2 separate regions of the Danio rerio genome follow, and region 1 is linked to region 2. The links are chromatin contacts, called in public Micro-C maps. All regions are on one chromosome and are shown on one strand. The core of a region is the stretch at or near the end of the contact, and the rest is flanking DNA. Distances in the headings are between cores, read along the strand shown.

The links. Hi-C and Micro-C count contacts between places; a contact is called where the count stands out from the background.
Region 1: a Micro-C map of caudal fin shows a contact between it and region 2, with 4 times the contacts expected there. The contact joins two enhancer-like sites. A contact is called at or near these places in 2 of 18 Hi-C or Micro-C datasets (caudal fin and an unstated tissue).

The regions. Positions count from the first base shown.
Region 1 is chr14:30,414,973-30,418,973 of GRCz12tu, reverse strand. All of the region lies in intron 14 of fat2 (FAT atypical cadherin 2), which reads left to right. Among named protein-coding and RNA genes, the nearest start is that of fat2, 36 kb to the left of the region's middle. Within about 2 kb of position 1,728, at least 2 of the 62 cell types and tissues checked have an H3K27ac peak or open chromatin away from gene starts, as enhancers often do. A contact at or near this core is called in caudal fin, where this site is marked.
Region 2 is chr14:30,273,075-30,276,564 of GRCz12tu, reverse strand. slc36a1 (solute carrier family 36 member 1) reads right to left here. Exons shown (of 13, transcript XM_073921867.1): 6 at 1,441-1,530; 7 at 486-570. Among named protein-coding and RNA genes, the nearest start is that of slc36a1, 13 kb to the right of the region's middle. Within about 2 kb of position 1,359, at least 6 of the 62 cell types and tissues checked have an H3K27ac peak or open chromatin away from gene starts, as enhancers often do. A contact at or near this core is called in caudal fin, where this site is marked.

The DNA of each region.
Region 1 (4,001 bases), core at 479-2,978, 140 kb before region 2:
TGCCTTTTTTCCTTTTCATGCAAGGTCAGACTGAATCATTTTAGGATTAAAAAAAAATAAATGTAATTCACTGTTGGCTGTTGTTCCTAATTAAATGCAATGAGAATCAGAAACACTGATGGATTCATGAGTAATATGATTTTCATGATGCAGCTATGTTTTACAAAAATAATAAAAACAGCATATTAGACAATCTACTTTGGTGAAAAAAAAAACGTGATTTAATTAACAGCAAAATAAACTCTTGACATTTCAAAAGAACGCTTAAATCAAGGAGAGTTTAATGAAATGTCAGAAAATACAAGCTCATGAACAGTGGTCTACCAGTTAGTAAATACTGTCAGATTATCTAAAAGTAAAAAAGTGACCTCAGAAATATTCAAATAGACTGAAAATATGCATACAGTACCTTAACTTGATGGATGAACTGCATGTTTGCACATGTTCATTAAAATTGAAAGGTTAATTTTTCACAAGTGACTCATTTTGCAGGTTACTGTAGGCTAATTAACTTCATTATTTTCTCCCACCATATAAACCTTTGTCGTGGTGGATGGCATGTTTAATTCTGTGAATGACAAAAAGGCTGTGAGGGGTAAAAGTACAGGTAACGCTATATTTTACAGCCCAATTCAATGCATAGGTACACTCTCAGAAATAAAGGTACAGGAGCTTTCACTGGGGCAGTACCTTTTCAAAAGATAGATATTTGTACCCAAAGAGTCCACAGTGGTACCTAAAGGTGCACATTAATACCCAAATGTACCTAAAAATTATCTTTGAGGTACCATTAGAGACCCTTTAGGTACAAATATGTACCTTCTGAAAAAGTACTGCCTCAGTGACAGCTCCTGTACCCTTATTTCTGAGAGTGTACTCTATATTATAATAGTTACGATAAGTTTACGATAACTATATTATAATAGTTATGATAACTAATATAATGATAACTTTTATGATAGTTACAATAAACCCTGTAGTTTCCTTGTTTGTCTTAGGTAAGAACTGTACATCTAGGTGCAAATTGTGTAAAAGTAAAAGCAACAAAGTAAAGTTCAATAAGATGCAGTTTTTGTGTATATGGGTGTTGCTCATCATTCAAGTGAGCCATGCATTCTCATGGCAATTATGAAAATAGGCAAAGCTTCTTGACAGGTGATTTGTCATTATGAGCCGAAGGGAAGTAATCCTAGATCATTGTCAATAAAATATTCATATGTGCGACATCAACATTCGACTACAAGATGAGCTATTATGAATATAACATAACCGTTTTAGACATCTTGTTTTGTCATTTCAGAAACGCATGAATCATCCAAACCCTAATATTTTTCCAGTTTTTGGATCTTCCAGTAGATGTCACAGTTTTACATCTTATTACTCTCAGTTCAGCATCACAACGACAAGATCTGTTTGCTGTGATCTCTGTTCTGAAGTTATTTCTGTCGTTCAAAGTAAATTCAAAAAATGAAAACAAGGCACATCTCACACTGAAGCTTACTGCAGTCCAAATGGATTGTTATTTTTATGAATACCCAGCCATTTCTTCAGCACACACCGCTCTCTGTTTTACAATCAAATGATCTACAAATGCACAGTTCATGGTGAAATGCAGGGAACACTGATGCACATTCAAGTGCTTACTGCGGCTGTCCGCTCTCGTATTGAACACAAGCTCTGTGTTCAAGTAAGAGCACAAACACACCTATATTGACAGAACATGTGCCAAGGACAAACACGGTGCTGTTAGTAATAATACGCCGGTGGATCTCTAGGAAAGCCATTAAGTGACACAACATAGCCTCTGATCTTTAAAATCAATAAAAAGAGACATTACGGGGAGCAATTTTGCACTTGTTGAAAACTGGAATTTTGAGCTAAGCAAAAATTGCAATGTTTTTGTTGTTCTGCGCCTTCTGAGAATGTGAGCAGACGTGCATGTTTGTAAGAGAAGTATAGGACTCAGTCAGTGGGATGATTCACATGTACTTGGTGTGTAAAAGTACAGTTGACTTTGTTATGTTACCCTAGTAAAAGTGGTCATTTTCATCTTACAGTTGTTGAAGCACACAGTTTGTTGATTTTTATGCACATTTAAAGTACTAAATGATGCATGCGCATTTATTTTGAAAAGAAAGAAATTTAAATACCAACACTTGTACACTTCTGCTGACTATGAATGATCATTGAAGTGTGCAAACAAATAAATATAATAAAATATACCTTACTGCCTTGTATATACAGTAAAATTGAGTATAAACTAAATCTGTGTAAATGTTTACATTCAATAATAAAGAAATCTCTTGTGGCAACATATTTCGAGAAGAATGTCATGCAAACATTAGTTTTATTTGTAATATATGATACATTAGTTGAAAGATGCATGTGCAAAAAATATAAATATATTATTTACATTTTTTCTGTAGTTAATCAACTGGAGATTTGCTCTGACCAGATCAGTTGAATCAGTGAGTTGTTAACTGGAGATTCAGCCTGATTCTATTGTTTGTATCATTAAGTCTTTAATTGGAGATTCAATCTAGCATGATTATTTAAATCAGTAACTTGTTAGCTGGATCTGACTGTATCATTTGTATCAATAAATCATTTAAATCTGACAATTGTTACCTGGAGATTCGCTCTGACATTTGCATTATTGAATTGTTAAGATTCAATCTGACAGGATCATTTAAATCAGAAATTTAACTGGATCTCACTGCATCATTTATATCATTGAATTATTTGAATCAGTGAAATGTTAAATGGATAGTTGCTTTGACCAGATCATTTACATCCTTGAATCGTTGGGATAATTTAAATCTGTAATTCATTAACTAGATCTGACTGTATTGTTTGTATCATTGAATCATTTGAATCTGTCAATTGTTACCTGAAGATTCGCTCTGACCAGATCATTTGTATCATTGAATCGTTAACTGGAGATTCAAACTAGTATGATCATTTAAATTAGTTAATTGTGAACTAGATCTGACTGTATCATTTATATTATTGAATTATTAACTAAATATTCAATCTGACAGAATGATTTAAATCAGTGAATTGTTAAGTGGAGAGTCGCTCTGACCAGATCATTTGCATTATTGAATCGTTAACTGGGGATTCAGTCTAACAAAATAATTAGAATCACTGAATTGTTAACTGGAGACTTGTTCTGACCAGATCATTATTTGGAGATTCAATTTGTCAGCATCAATTAAATCAGTGACCTGTTAGCTGGATCTGACTGTATCATTTGTATTATTGAATTGTTAACTAAAGATTTAATCTGACAGGGTTGAATCAGTGAATTGTTAAATGGACAGTTGCTCTGACTAGATCATTTGCATCATTGAATCCTTAACTGGATATTCAACCTGACAGGATAATTTGAATCAGTAAGTTGTTATCTGAATCTTAGTGAATCATTTGTATCATTGAATCATTTGAATCTGTCAATTGTCAACTGGAGACTTGCTCTGACCAGATCATTTGCATCATTGAATCGTTAACTGGGGATTCAGTCTAACAAAATAATTTGAGTCACTGATTATTAATTGGAGACTCGCTCTGACCAGATCATTTGCATTATTGAATCGTTAACTTGAGGTTCAGTCTGACAGGATCACTTGAATCACTAAATAGTTAACTGGAGACATGCTTTGACTGGATCCATTTGGATCAGCAAATTGTTATTTGGCTCTTACTGGATCATTTGAATCAGTGAGCTGCTGACTAAAGAACTTCCCAATTCATGAATGAATCGTTTGTGAACCTATTTTTACATGAACTGACAAGAATGAACAGGAGATTTCTCCAGTTCAAAACAATGAATGACATGTTTATATGACATGCAGTGGAACAAAAGTTCAATATACAATAAAGTAAAAGAAAACTTTTTAAAATATAAATACTCTGATAAAGTGCAGATACTAGACAAAATGTGCTTAACAAAATAAAAATATTTTGTGTGACTGTCCACCCCTGCCCGTAGTACATTTTGT
Region 2 (3,490 bases), core at 110-2,609:
TTATTACATTTATTTTTTATTATTTGGAGCTTTTGTCCATTGACAGAATATTTGATGCTTTAATAGTACAAAAATATATATTCACTGTAAATTTAATCAGCAACCTTAGCGTCTACATGACTTGTTTTTACTTGGTTTTCATTTTATAAATTAGGATGTGAACAAAGTACTCTTCTTCTGTATAAGTTGGCATGAGACTTTTATTACAGTATGTTGAAGTGGTTTCAACTGAAATGGGCTATTGAGTAGGGTGCAAGGCTTAATTTTTGCACAATGTTCTCTCGTGATATAGGTGCAATAGAGAAGGACTGTTACTCCAAATGAGAAGGTAAACGGTCAGACTTTAATTTACGATTACCAAAATAAACTTTTTTTCTTTCAGAAGATTAACTTCCGCAGATTAACTGTTAACCTAAAGAATAATGTGTGCTAGCAAAAAACACATTGTGAATTTGGAGTGCATATGAACTTTAGATGTCTCTCACCTGCTTGACATTGTCACTGAGGAACACAAAGTACACACAGCAGAAGCCCAATTGAGTAATGTTGAGGAACAAGTTCACCACATGTCTGAAAAACCAAACACAAAAAAGAGAAACTATTTTTTATGTTCAGGTACATACATCAACTATTTTCTGTTCTTATATAACGTGAATCCTGAAAGTCAGTTAGACAAACTGTCTAAGGGGGGGGGGGGGGGGTTGTACACACATAACTAAATTCACATTGTTAATTATTTTTATTGTTGAAAAGTGACAGCAAAGCCATTTACAATTTTTACTAAATATTTTCATCTATTATTTTTATACAGTTTCTACTGAAACTATCCTGAAAATATATATAAGTAATTATAAGTAATTATAAATAATAACAGCACTAAATTACATGACTTAAAAATAAAAAATGTTATCTTAAAAGGATAGTTCACCCAAATATAAAAACTATGTCATTATTTACTTACTTTTTTAACACAAAAGATACTTCTAAGAATGGAAATCTTTAACCATTGACTTTCATAGTATTTTCTACCAAGTGCAAGTGGTTATGGTTTCCAGTATCCTTCAAAATATCATCTTTTGTGTTCAACAGAAAAAAACAACCTCAGGGTGAGTAAATAATGACAGAAATTATATTTTTGGGTGAACTATTTTGAAGCATCTTTAAAAACATTCTAAACAAACCCAGACTTTTAGCTTACATTATTGTCTATTATAAAAGCACCTTAGAGAAAGCAGTCAAACACTTATTGAACATTTTACACCCGATACTGTAAAATGGAAACCGAAACTGCTGTCATGTGCAGGATCTGAAAGCCTGACCTAGCACAAAGATCATGTGCTGAAAGTCGTGACAAACAAAGATTATGTTAAGACGCACACAACCGGTGAGTCAACTTTAACACACTACTGAACTTAAAAACTGCCTTGTAAGCACTGTTACCTTCCCCATATAGAGTGTCTGCTTAGCCACGACACGTTCTCCATCCCATACTCCACTGCATCACCATAGGAAAGAAATGGTTTGCCCAACCTAAGAGCAGATAATAATAAAATTAATTAAATGAAACAAATTTGAGACAAACTGAGACAAAAATAAAGGTCAGACATGCTATTTTGTTTAATAATATAGTTACAGCCTTATTCCAAAATAGATTAAATTCATTTCGTTCCTCAAAATTCTAAAAACAATACCCCATAATGACAATAAAAAAAAAAAAAGATTTTTTGAAATTGTTGCAAATTTATTACAAATAAAAAAAAAACATCACATGTACAGAAGTATTCACAGCCTTTGCTCAGTACTTTGTTGATGCACCTTTGGCAGCAATTACAGCCTCAAGTCTTTTTGAATATGATGCCAAAAGCTTGGCACACACATTTTTTGGGAATTTTTGCCCATTTCTCTTTGCAGTACCTCTCAAGCTCTATCAGGCTGGATGGGAAGTGTCAGTGTACAGCCATTGTCAGATTTCTCCAGAGATGTTCAATATAATTCAGGTCTGGGCTCTTGCAGAGCCACCCAAGGACATTTACAGAGTTGTTGTGAAGCCACTTCCTTGATATTTTTGCGGTGTACTTTGGGTCATTGTCCTGCTGGAAGATGAACCTTTACCCCAGTCTGAGGTCAAGAGCCCTCTGAAGCAGGTTTTCATTCAGGATGTCTCTGTACATTGCTGCATTCATCTTTCCCTCTATCCTGACTAGTCTTCCAGTTCCTGCTGCTGAAAAACATACCCGGAGCATGATGCTGCCACCACCATGCTTCACTGTAGGGATGGTATTAGCCTGGTGCAGAGTAATGACTGGTTTTCTCCAAATGTAACGCCTGGCATTCACTCCAAAGAGTAAAATTTTTTCTCTGGTCTCATCAGACCAGAGAATTTTGTTTCTTATGGTCTAAGGGTCTTTCAGATGCCTTTTGGCATATTCTAGGCAAGGAGTGGCTTCCGTTTGGCCACTCTACCATACAGGATTAATTTGTTGCACAGATGGCTGTCCTTATGTAAGTTTTTCCTCTCTCCACAAAAGAACGATGGAGCTCAGACAGTGTCATTGGGTTATTGATCACCTCCCTGACTAAGGCCCTTCTCCCCCGATCACTCAGCTTAGATGGCCGGCCAGCTCTAGGAAGAGTCCTGGCAGTTCCAAACATCTTCCACTTAGAGATGATGGAGGCCACTATACTTATTGGAACTTACAGAGCAGCAGAAATCTTTCTGTAAGCCTCCCCAGCCTTGTGTCTCAAGACAATCCTATCTCGGAGGTCTACAGACAATTCCTTTGTCTTCAGGCTTGGTTTGTGCTTTGACATGCACGGTTAACCCTGGGACCTTATATAGACAGGTGTATGCCTTTTTTAAATCATGTCCAATAAACTGAATTTACCACAGGTAAACTGTAATTAAGCTGCTGAAACATCGTAAGAAAGATCAAAGAAATTAAGGCTGATTTATTCTTCTACAGCTCAGCCTATGCGTTGACGCATAACCCTACGCCATGGCCGCTGGCGTCGCAGACGCGCACCTATCAAAAATGTAACTACTCACTGCAACGACGCATAGCGCAAGCTCTTTGATTGGTCGGCTTGGTAGAGCTGAAAAGTCTGGGCAGGACCGAAAGCCACGTGAGCCCGAAAGAGCCCTTGTTTACAAGAGTGGAGTCCTGAAAGCTCCGGATGGAAAGTTTTCTTTTGTGTTTACCTTTAAAGATTAAAGTTGCACGTCCGTCGGTTCCTGCCTCAAAATTAGCGAGTTTGGGCCACTTGTACATTAAGGACACGTTCAGGAAAAACAAAACACCAGCGAAGAAACTCGAAACAGAGGAACATTAACACCTAACTGCCAACTAGTGTTTCAGAAGTGTTATTGCAGAACAACAGAAACAGCACGCAGAAGTATAAATGCACAGCTACGTGAGTTGTATGCACCGTGGGTCACGCCGATCACTTGACGCAGAAGTATAAACCAGGCTTGCATGTGAGCTCAATTTAG